Regions from separate parts of the Cyprinus carpio genome. Here region 1 is linked to region 2. The links are chromatin contacts, called in public Hi-C maps. All regions are on one chromosome and are shown on one strand. Each heading gives the region's core, a stretch centred on a gene start, on an enhancer-like site or on the middle of the called end of the contact. The rest is flanking DNA. Distances are from core to core; before and after follow the strand shown.

Region 1 (5,661 bases), core at 2,390-4,889, 560 kb before region 2:
GAGGATGTGGCCGACACCATGGACATCACTGAACTGTCCACTTCCGAGCGATCATCTGCACCACAGCACAGCACATTACAGCACACTACAAAACCCAGAGCTCATCCAGGAGGATCTAAACAAGCATGTTATCTGGCAGGATCCAGTGCCATTGCAGGGCTGAGCATACGATGGGACACACAGGCTATGTTTGGAACGAATATAGTACAATTAGCCCTACATTAGTAGTATTTTTGTATGCAGTATATATAGTGTGCACACTATGCACATTTTCTGAATAACCACATGACTTACTACATTTTGCAAAATGTAAAGTATACAAACAAGAGCACACAACGCGACATCCTCATTGCCAAACATAAAGATATTCTTTCTCAAAATTAAATAATAAATAAAAATATGTCATCCTGTTTTCATTTATACCACACATTCATATTACCCAAAAAATACTTTTTTAAAGGTCATGACATCATTAACTGGATGTCACACAGAAGTAAAGATGATAAGGTCATGTGAGAGCAATGCAGCATTAAACACTTATCGCATTATATTGTGTGTATACAGTTTATAATTCACAGTAGAGAGTAAGTAGTATGCTAGTAATTCATTCCAAACATAGCCATAGACTCAAAATCAATTTGACACAGACAGCAGTTAATTGTGAATCATGGATCAATGTCATTCAGTAAAAGAGAGTTTCTGATTGGGAAGGAATGTAAAGCACACTGGTCATAGATTGATCATATCAGACTTTACGCTTGCATCTTACCTTGGTGCTGTGAATGAATGCCCTGTGTTTTTTTTAGTAGAGCTAGCAAAGATGAAAATCCCATGTTACGTGTCTTAACTAAGTGAAGCATATATCTTACATGGGACAGTTTGAAAACAGCGCTGATACTGTTACATTCATTTTCTGGTATTTAAAATAAAGCTGAAATAAAATACAAATCATTTAAGTAAAATGGAAATATTAAAATAATATGATAATGACAAAAGAACAACAGAAGTAAATGAAAACGAAAACTGGTAATATAAAAATAAAAACTAATCCAAAATATTAATCAATAATTTGTGAACCTTGACCACAAAACCAGTCTTAAGTCGCTGGGATATATTTTTAGCAATAACCAAAAAAAAAACATTGTATGGGTCAAAATGAACGATTTTTCTTATAAAAGTAAAGATCATGTTCCATGAAGATATTTTGAAAATTTTCTACCGTAAATATATCAAAACTTAATTTTTGATTAGTAATATGCATTGCTAAGAATTCATTTGGACAACTTTAAAGGTGATTTTCTCAGTATTTTGATTTTTTTGCACCTCTCGGCTAAATATTGTCTGATCCTAATAAACCATACATCAATCGAAAGCTTATTTATTCAGGTTTCATCTGATTTATAAATCTCAATTTCAAAAAACTGACACTTAAGACTGGTTTGTGGTCCAGGGTCACATATAACAGTATATAAGTAATAATAAACTAATGCTGATCATAAAGCAAACCAACTGACTACCTGATTCTGTGTTCGTAGTCCCGTCTGTGTCATAAGTGAGAAGCCAACTCTTGATCATAGAGAAAGTGTACATATTCATCCACTGGTCCTCGGTGTAGCTCTGACCCACACACAGCACAGTGAAGAAGTTACCCACCACCACCCCATCCACCTCCGTCAGCGGAGCTGGCTGATGAAGAGATGTTGACAAGTGATGGTCAGTTCACTGAGATCACTCAACAGTGTCATTATAAACTTGCGCTTGAGCTAATCGGTTGATGGTGAAGGTACTGATGAATGAAGAAGAGCAACATGCCCCACCTGACGTGTTCTTGGTCCACTGAAAAATCCCCCAGAAGACATGGAGGCTCCCTGCTGCATACTGGCATAACGCAACCAATCCACCAACTTACGACTGACCAGATTCACCTGATCTGGGTTTAGAGAGCACATAATTCATGTTGACGTCTTTGCATTTTCCAGATTATAGTATTTTCAATCATGCCTATCAATGTATAAGAAGCTAACTACAGAGAGGGTCCATTTTGAAAATCTGCGATTGGCATTGAGTTTGTTGGAACAAACAGAATGGAACAGATTTGGAGAAATTTACATCACTTGCTCACCAGTGGATACTCTACTGTGAATGGGTGCCGAACATCTGATAAAACATCACAATAATCCACAAGTAATCCACACAACTCCATTCCAGCAATCAGCATCTTGTAAAGCAAAAAGATGCATATTTGTAATAAACTTTGAACTACTGCTCCTGGAGTCTTTTATCCAAAATATTAGTCATCTAGTCTGAATCAGGAGAGAAATATGCACAGATAGAACAGCATTTAAAAGTAAAAACAGCCCTAGACAGTTCTAAACAAATATCTTGGTGGATTTTGATGTGAGAGGACACCAGCGATGGACTTTTTCCACCGGAGGAAGCGTTTTTATGGATTATAGACTCTGTATTTTTAGCCAGAAGCAATGATTTAAAGTTAAAACACCTTAATGAGGGATTTGTTTCTTACAAACACACAGCTTTTCACTTCACAAAATGTTAACTGATGGACTGGAGTCTTGTGAATTACTGTGATGTTGTATTAGTTGTTTCTGATTTCATTACTTCTGACATTTGGACCCCACTGTAATTCCCAAAGACACTTCTAATAGGGTTTTGGGTTTCAGAAATGTGATCAATTTTACCATCTGTGAGAATCTCTGGATAAGCAGTAATCATTTTAGAGAGAATGGGAAGCGTATGTCTGGATATCTGCCCGTCAGACAGCCGAGACTCAAGACTTTTCAGCAAATGGTGGCAGAGGGGCATCACATCTTCTTTATTTCCAGCCTGAGGGCAATTAGATGATTAGTTAAGTGTTCATGAACAGAACACAAGCTGATCACGAACAGCATGTGACTCACCTGAGTGAGGACAACACTGGCCACATAGCTGAAGGTCCTGCTGTCGTGACTGGGATCTGAGCAGAGGCTGTGTACGCTGGGAGGAGAGCTCTCCCGGATGATGGAGGAGGAGAGAACCTGAAGATGCTCTGGACACGAGGAAGAACGAAGAACCGTCTGCAGCTTCATCACCAGATCTGATGGGAGCCTGATGGTAATGGAGGTGTTCAATTATACACTTAAAATGCTCCTAAATATACTTTTCTGCACTCTATGTGCTGTTCAGATATATTTCACATGAATACGACTCACTCTCGTGCATATTTAGTGGCAGAAACTATCAGACTGAGTCTCTGGAGGGAGTCCACCGTGTCTCCACTAACGTCTTTAGTGTGGAGCTGCTTAAATATACGCCCGCAAAACCTCTGCAGCTCTTCCTCCTTTATTTCTCTGAAAAGCACATTTGAACGAATTACTCAGTTGTCACTGAGAAGAACTTGTCTAACTCATAGACTATAAACTGACCACTCGTGTGACGAATACAGCTTTTGACAGTAAACATTTTACGTAAAGATACCGTTTTACCTTGCCTGCTTTATTAAACTCTCCGTCGCGGCAGCATACATTCTGAAAATAATGCAATAACATGTCAAAACATTAAACTAGAATCAAAACATTTGCTCCCTCCGCTAAAATGTCCTGACAACAAATCACATGACAACAATTGGTTCCGCTTTTCCGCGTAAGTCGGCCACAAAACAGTGTAACAAACAGGAGGGTACAATCGGCGTGTATTCATACAGTGGTAGAATATCATATTTAATAATTAGAATATTCTATGTGTACAAAAAAATCTACTTAGAATATTCGTATCTCTCGGTAGATATATGATTTATACACGCTTCCCCTTTTGCCAATCGGGGGGATCATTTTTAACTTCCAATTTATTGAACCTCTTAAAGCAACAGGCATATGAAAATTGTTTATAGTAAAAATGGAGCGAGTAGAACGCTTGTTATTCCGAAATGAGCCACAGAATATAAGAAGAATTACACATCCATATGTAGAATATTCATTCATTTATGGTTACATACATCTATGGCTAAACTATAAATGTGGGTTTGGTCCCCTTGAGAAAGATCAGTGTTCATAAGAAACAATAAAATCCAAATTCGCCTTATATACTAAATAACATCTGCAGACTTATAACATGACAAGCAATAATCAACCTGTAAATGAATTCAAAACTTGAAAGGAAAAAAATAGTGTTTTTTTAATAGAATCAATGTAAATATACCCTAATTCCCCAATAATTATAGTGCACTGATATATGAAGAAAGTTTTTTTTTCTAAAAATAAAATAAAATCTAGTTTTATATTTACCTACTACCTTCTCTACAACAAAATATAGAAATACACTAAATGTATAACCATCATTTAACTAAATTACTGAAGGACTAACTACAATAAAAAACAACATAATCCTATAGCATTGCAGTGTTAATGCACAGTACTTTCTTAACTGTAAAACATTTAAAGAGAAAGTTTTAGGTGTCAAACTAATTAAATAAAATAAAAAGACACTGTTCTGACTAAATTAATAAAGCCAGTCTCGTGATTACAATATCTTTCATTCATTCAGTAAAATCCTTGTCATTAATTTTAAATATTTTAACAAGATTTATAATACTTACACCAATTTTATTTGGTAACACTTTACAATAAGGTCCATTAGTTAACTACTTTAGTTAACACAAATTAAGAATGAACAATACTTCTACAGCATTTATCATTCTTAGTTAATTTCAACATTTATTAATGCATTATTAAAATAAAAAATTGTGCTTGTTAGTTTATGCACTGAGAATTAAAATGAACAATGAATGACTGTATTTTCATTAACTAATATTAAGAAAGATTAAAAAATGCTTTAATGAATTGTTCATGTTAGTTAATACATTAACTAATGGAACCTTATTGTAAAGTGTTACCATTTATTTTTATACAGATCCATTGATGCTGTAAAAATCAAAGCTGTAATTAGCAATCTATAAATTCATACCTACTGTTCTTAAAGTCAGAGATCTTCATTACATGTGCAAGCAGGCTGCAATTGAAACTTTGTAGTTCAAACTTTTTAATAGTTTGTTGTTAACATTCCAGCATATTCAAGAGTTCTGCTCAGGCAGGGACAGAGTTTTGGAGCACATGGTTATAAAGAGTGTTAATGCAATACAACTTGGAAGCAAATTGTGAAAAATTGAGAAACAGAATCAAGCTAGGTACCCTGAATACAATAAAGACATGAAAATAAATTACATGAATGATAAAAGAAACAAAATGATGGTGAAGGGGCAGACATTCAAAGCAATGCTTAAACCTTCATCCAAGTGGAATCAAAACAGAAAATGCCATCATCACCGATTCATGTAAAAGATTAGCCAGTGAAGTATTTTTTTGTTCCAGATACACCATTGCATAAAATGCATAGACAGAAGAAAAGTCCTCATACACTTTGTGTAGTTGAATACACATAAAAAAAACAACAGACAAACCTAGAGGCATTCACAGATGCATGGCATGATCTCACTGATTTGTGGGGTGTTTTGTGTACAATGCAAACAGATTATATCTTTTAAATAGAGTCAAAAGAGAGAGAGAGAAAACCTACATCAGTTTAAATTAGAAATGTTTAGTGTAAAACACTTGCATATGCTAATATGCACAACACAAGAAGCACAAAAAGAAATTATAAAAAAAAATC
Region 2 (5,825 bases), core at 1,541-4,040:
CAGCGTACTGGCAAAAAGCTGAGTCTTTATATAAATATGCAACGAAACTAAATAATCAGCCCTAGTAGAAAATGGCAGAAGAAACAGAGGTTTGCATGTCTACTAAATCCATCTACTTAATTGGTTTCAAACAAGAAAACGAAGTAAAAAAAAAGGGGGGAAAAAAAAAACATTAGATTAGCCAGCGTGGGGACATCAATGCCAAAAACAACTTTAGACGTTGTTTTTACTTCCTGTAGCTAAAAGTGCTTGCAACACCAAGGTCACAGGTTCGACTCCCAGGGAACGCATGAATTGATAAAATGTGTACTTTGAATACAATGGATAAAAGCACCTGATAATGCATTAAACCTAACACAACCTTCAACAGACTTCCTCACTGAAATACAGCTGGCATTTGCCAACTCGGAGTGCTTGCGTTTTCCTATGAGAACTTGTGCCAAGGAGGTCACTGCAATTACTGAGATTTCAATCCTGCAATATTTCTCCTTTTGCTGCTAACAGGAAAAGACCCAGACTCAGCTTTTCTAAACAGACGGTAATCTTCTGCAGACTATCTTAATGGATCTACTCTTTCCATATGCTCATTCAGGACACGGTGTAGCGAGAAACCCCTCGGAGCGATACCACTGCCCAAGAACAACAGCAACATTTCAAACACAAGCTCACTGTGCTGATGTGCTCCTGGCTGTAGGCCATCATACTGATATTTGCTAAATATGCACCACCCTTTATCCGGTCACATTTCAGAGAAAAACCATACATGGAATCTCACTGTGCTCTACTAAACAAAGACAAAAAAGCTATGTCACATTAAGGGACTGTTTTTTTATAATTGATTTAATATTTAATTTATTTGTATTTTTTTTTATTCCCTTATCTACAGGATACTACACTGAAAAAAAAAACAAAGAAAAAAAAAAGATTTAAAGGGTTAGTTCACCCAAAAATGAAAATTAGCTTGTGTTTCACTCACCCTCGAGGCATCCTAGGTGTGTATATGACTTTCTTCTTTCAGACAAATCCAGTCAGAGTTATATAAAAAATTGTCCTGGCTATTCCAAGCTCTATCATTGCAGTCAGCAGGTGTTGCAGTTGAACAGTCCACAAGTCGTCAAATAAAGCGCACGCGTTCATAATAAATGTGCCTCACACCGCTCCGGGGGGTGAATAAAGGCCTCCTGTAGCAGTGTGTTTTTGTTAAAAAAAATATCTATATTTCAAACGTAATAAACACTTTTCTCTCACTTATGTTATCCTTCACACGCGGAAGCCGTTTCGGTGGATGACGTAGTATGTCGGCATTGCGTGATTAGTTGACGAACGTGGAGAGAGAACAAAACAAAATGCTAGTCATGAATTAGAAGTACAAACCGAGGATTTGCAAAGAAAAATGTCAGAGGATTTCGATATAAACCAAGAGGAGACTGGTTTTCCTTTGCTTCTATAAACAAACTTGCAAGACTAGCATATCTCAGAGGCGTGCGCTGAGCATACATGCTACATCATCCACCGGAACGGCTTCTGCGTATGCGGATGATGGAAGTGAAAGGAAAGTGTTTATTATGTTTGCAATACTGATATTTTTCTCACAAATATGCATGGATTCACTACAGGAGGCCTTTATTCACCCCCCAGAGGTTTCTGAAAAAAGCAAAGCTTAATAGTTTAATTTAATTTAAGCAAATCTTTACACTCTAAAAAAAACACAATATTGTTAAACTTAAAACCTGAAATATACATGTTGATAACACAAACCATTGCTTTCTACTGATTTAATTTTCCTTAGGGAGCCATATAGCCTCCACCTTGTCATGGAAAAGGAGTGAGGCTCTTTTCATTTGCAGTTGGAGCAGCAAGGGGCCAAATCTGGGTCAGAGATTTCTTTGGGAAACCAACAGTAATCTAGGGAGGAGTTAGAAACACTTTCAGAGAGGATGTCAAAAGCTTTTCAGCCTTTGAAGGCAGACTGGATGGCAATACCCCCCCCACCCCACCCCACACACACACACACACACACACACACACAGACACACACACACACACACACACACACACAGGAAGTCAGTAGTTAACACCTTACTGTAAATGTAAACTGAAAAAAAACAAAAACAAAAAAAAGATCTGGAGTCAAATGAAAGCAGACATAAATATTTCAAACAGGGTTGTTTACACACCGCTCCATGATTGGCTCCTTCTCAAATCCTTAATAACCAGCCAACCACGTGACAAAATTATTGGCAGTATGCCACTTTGAGAGACAGCTTGTGTTTCCTGCCTGGCCTGACTACAGGACGGCCTCGTCAGTCTGTATCACACCATGCAAACACGCTGACAAAACAGATTAGCAGCATCCCTGGCTGCTCTCACTTCCTGTGCGCCCAACGACATCCCTGAGAATGACACGCTAGAATGACTAAAATGACTCAACAAACACTAGAGCTACAATTATCAAAAAGGAAATGTTTCCAGCGCTCCCCCACGACATGAAGAGGCCAGTCACGAATTTCTCCAACCTCTCCCACAGCCAGCCTGGGGAGTGGGTGTGGGAGTGGGAAATCATGTGGGGGTTTTGTTTTTCAAATCTGAACTTCAAGCCCTGCTCAAGCCCACATTCCCACAACAAGCAGACAGAAAAAATGAAATCAAAACTGTGATGCTTTTAATCCATGACTGTTAGCTTGGAAATCAAAATCTAGTATATAACTAGTTCATCACTAAAATTCTTTTAAGATTTACAGTTTTTCTCTTCCAGCAAAACAGTCAGAAGAGAAATGGTACAAAGGCTTTAACCTTTTAAAAGGTACTAATACAGGGGTAAATATGATTCAAAAGTGTACCTTCTGAAAGGGGACCACCCCAGTGACAGCTTTTGTACCATTTTTCGGAGATAAATCTAATAAAATTTTCTAGAATGAGAAACGTTTCATCCCTTTAATTAGGGCTGGGCGATAAAATTATAACAATAATTATTATGATAAAATGTTCCTTGATAAAACAATAACAAGAATTCAATATAATGTTTATGTGCCAAAAGTGGAATAAAACAGCGTGACTCATTTGAACCTCGCCACATGGAGCATTTATCTGCTCGGCTCAAAGTTCAAGCAGCAGCGCAGCGGGAGCTCACTGGAACAGATGCGTTTACTCGATGATCTCAGTCACACGACACTAAACAGAGCTGTGAGATCCAGTGTGAAGCACTTCAATTCGGTGATGAACACAAATGACTCATGATTTAAACTAGTTTAGAGCCAGATGAAACAGTGCTGACAAACAGCAGAAACACGGTGCGCAACGAGACAGTCAGAAGCTTTTCAATCAACAAATCCAGGGCTCTAGACTAACTTTTTGCACTGGTTGCACTGGTGCGCCTAAATTTTTTTTTTTTAATTTTCGACTGCATCACATTTAACATCACAGTTTTACAAGTGCACTTTTTTTTTTTTTTTTTTTTTTTTTTTTTTTTTTTTTTAAATCGCTGTCCATATAGACAATATTGACTTGTAAATGATTAACTAACAATCTGGTCAACATAAAGTTCTATATTTGAAGCACAATTCTACAAGAAAGGTAAATTACTGAAAAAGTGTTGGTGCTTAAAGTGCTTCACTGAGTTGAAATTTAAACTTAAAACATCTCAAGATAAATGAAATAAAAAGAAAATCTAAATTAAGTGTTTAAAGGGCTTCAAACTGAACATCTCATGGCTCAATGTCTTATGGACTATCCTCCATCGCAGTCACATGCCCCTTGGATGGCCAACTCCTGTAGCTTGGTCTTCTTGATCTTTGGCCTTGGCTAAACCAGCTGGCCACACTCTCTCTAGCATCAAAATCTTCCAGACTTGGCCACTCTAGACTGATTCTGATCAGATCTTCCACTGTGTCTGAATGAAGGGATGCTCTAGTGTCTGATCTGAACAGCTAAACAGTCCCTAAACAGCTTATACTACTGTCTCAGCTATTAAAATTTTTCAGTCTTGTATGTAATAGCAAAGTAATTATATTTCATTTCGTTTTTTTGTTAAGTTAATTTAGAAAAACCTTTGGAGCATTTTTCTTGTTTGGTAAATATACGTTTGAGCCTTTGTTTGATCAATTAAGCCTTCTCAAATCATCACGACTCACCTAAATTAAAATTTATAGATATAAAACAGTTCAAGCATATAACAATGTTTAAACGTTAGACCCAGATAAATGTGCGCTATATCCAGTAGTTTGTGCAGAGACGCTTCAGGACGTGGAGACGCCAGCGTGATCACTTACATTTTTTTTCAGTAGATACACCGTCATTTTTGCACATGAAGGTAAGAGTAATACATCATTCGTAACTGCAAAGGGTATTTTATTTGTGTGCATTCACAATATCAACAAAACTTTGTGCTTTTATGAAATAAAGAAAACAAACACGATGCGCTTTCTGCATCTCATCTTTAACAGGAGTACTAAAATGAAGCAAAACTCAGTGAAAACATGCCTCACAGACATGATAAATATATCTATAGAAAGCTTTAATTGATTACTTTACTTTAAAACAAATCGAAAACAAAAACTCTTTCACTATAATCATAATCCATAAAGATGCACTTCTCTCTAAAGGCACGTCTAATGAGATGGCGAGTCAGGATCAGCAACTTCATCCTTGCGACACAGACTCAGAAAACACTTGTTTATTAGTAAATAATTCAAATATCTCCTTACTATTTCTCCCTGTCACATTTATGGTAATTACTTTTGGCAGTGCTATGCGGCAAGCTTAAGCATATTGCGTGTATTTGAACGGAGAACTGTTCAGCTGCGCTGCGGGACACTAAACACCGTTGAGCCGCTCTTGACACTCGCGGTAGCACGGTCTCATGTTGTTTCCACCAGCGCGGCAAATTTTTTTTTATCACTAATTAATGGATGTCTAAAATATAAAAGTAAGAAGAAGTCTAAAACAGGCGGGAGGCCCGGCCTGCGTCTGAACTACAGTATGACGTGAAAATTATCCCAAAGTCCGGCTCTAGGGGTGTAAAAAATTTGGGGTCTGTCAGGCTTGGGCTGAAATGCAGGGCTCTAGTGTCTGTTGTTGAACCACAGAGAGACTTTCAGAATCGCGGAGCCTTTTTTTTCTCCTCGAACGGCTGGTCGCACCGGTGCGACCTCTGATTTTTTTTAAGTCGCACCTTTGAGAAATTAGGTTGCACTCTAGAGCCCTGAAATTGCCATCATTTACCATATATACACTGTAGTAACACTTATCCCACTATAGTACTGTGGCAGAAATGTGGGATATTCACATTTGATTTGATTAAATGAATTGTAAACATGTATTAAATGTATTAAGTATTGGAATTACAGTATTTTTTGTGTGATTAAGCTATAGCATTTGTGCAGTATAACTGTTTTTCACACAAATACCCATATAGTTACATTTTTAACATGGTATTATATGTGTGGTTTTAACTGTGATCACCATGATCTTAATGTATGCTACTGTGGAAGACCAATGGTTAATTTTAATAAAACTCAAACAGTCGGAAGAATTCAATTACACCATATATAAAAAAAAATAGGTTTTTAAGATGTTACCATTTATGATAATGAACAAATTTACATCTGCATACTAACTAAAGCTACTACTACTACTGTCAACTCAAGATACTGTTAAATGTACATTTCTAAGAAACAAAAGAAGGCAATATTATTAATATTGCAGCCTGCACTGCAAACTGTGCTTAAGATACTCGTCAAAGTCAGGCAACGCAAACCTGTTTCATGATTTAAAACAAAATCACTCATTAAAACATGCAGAAACTAAAAAAAAAATTTTTTTATTAA

What was found. Hi-C and Micro-C count contacts between places; a contact is called where the count stands out from the background.
Region 1: a Hi-C map of liver shows a contact between it and region 2, with 7 times the contacts expected there. The contact joins the promoter of LOC109050631 here to the enhancer-like site in region 2. A contact is called at or near these places in 2 of 8 Hi-C or Micro-C datasets (both in liver).

The regions. Positions count from the first base shown.
Region 1 is chrA3:17,654,499-17,660,159 of ASM1834038v1, reverse strand. LOC109050631 (AP-5 complex subunit zeta-1-like) reads right to left here and starts at 3,639. Exons shown (of 18, transcript XM_042721217.1): 1 at 3,483-3,639; 2 at 3,210-3,347; 3 at 2,919-3,105; 4 at 2,700-2,844; 5 at 1,818-1,930; 6 at 1,518-1,686; 7 at 770-811; 8 at 1-55. The coding sequence starts at 3,523. LOC109050616 (forkhead box protein K1-like) reads right to left here. Exons shown (of 10, transcript XM_019068187.2): 10 at 5,011-5,661.
Region 2 is chrA3:17,094,431-17,100,255 of ASM1834038v1, reverse strand. The region is part of intron 1 of LOC109048315 (protein tweety homolog 3-like); the gene reads right to left. Among protein-coding and RNA genes, the nearest start is that of LOC109048315, 8.8 kb to the right of the region's middle. Within about 2 kb of position 2,790, at least 2 of the 8 cell types and tissues checked have an H3K27ac peak or open chromatin away from gene starts, as enhancers often do. A contact at or near this core is called in liver, where this site is marked.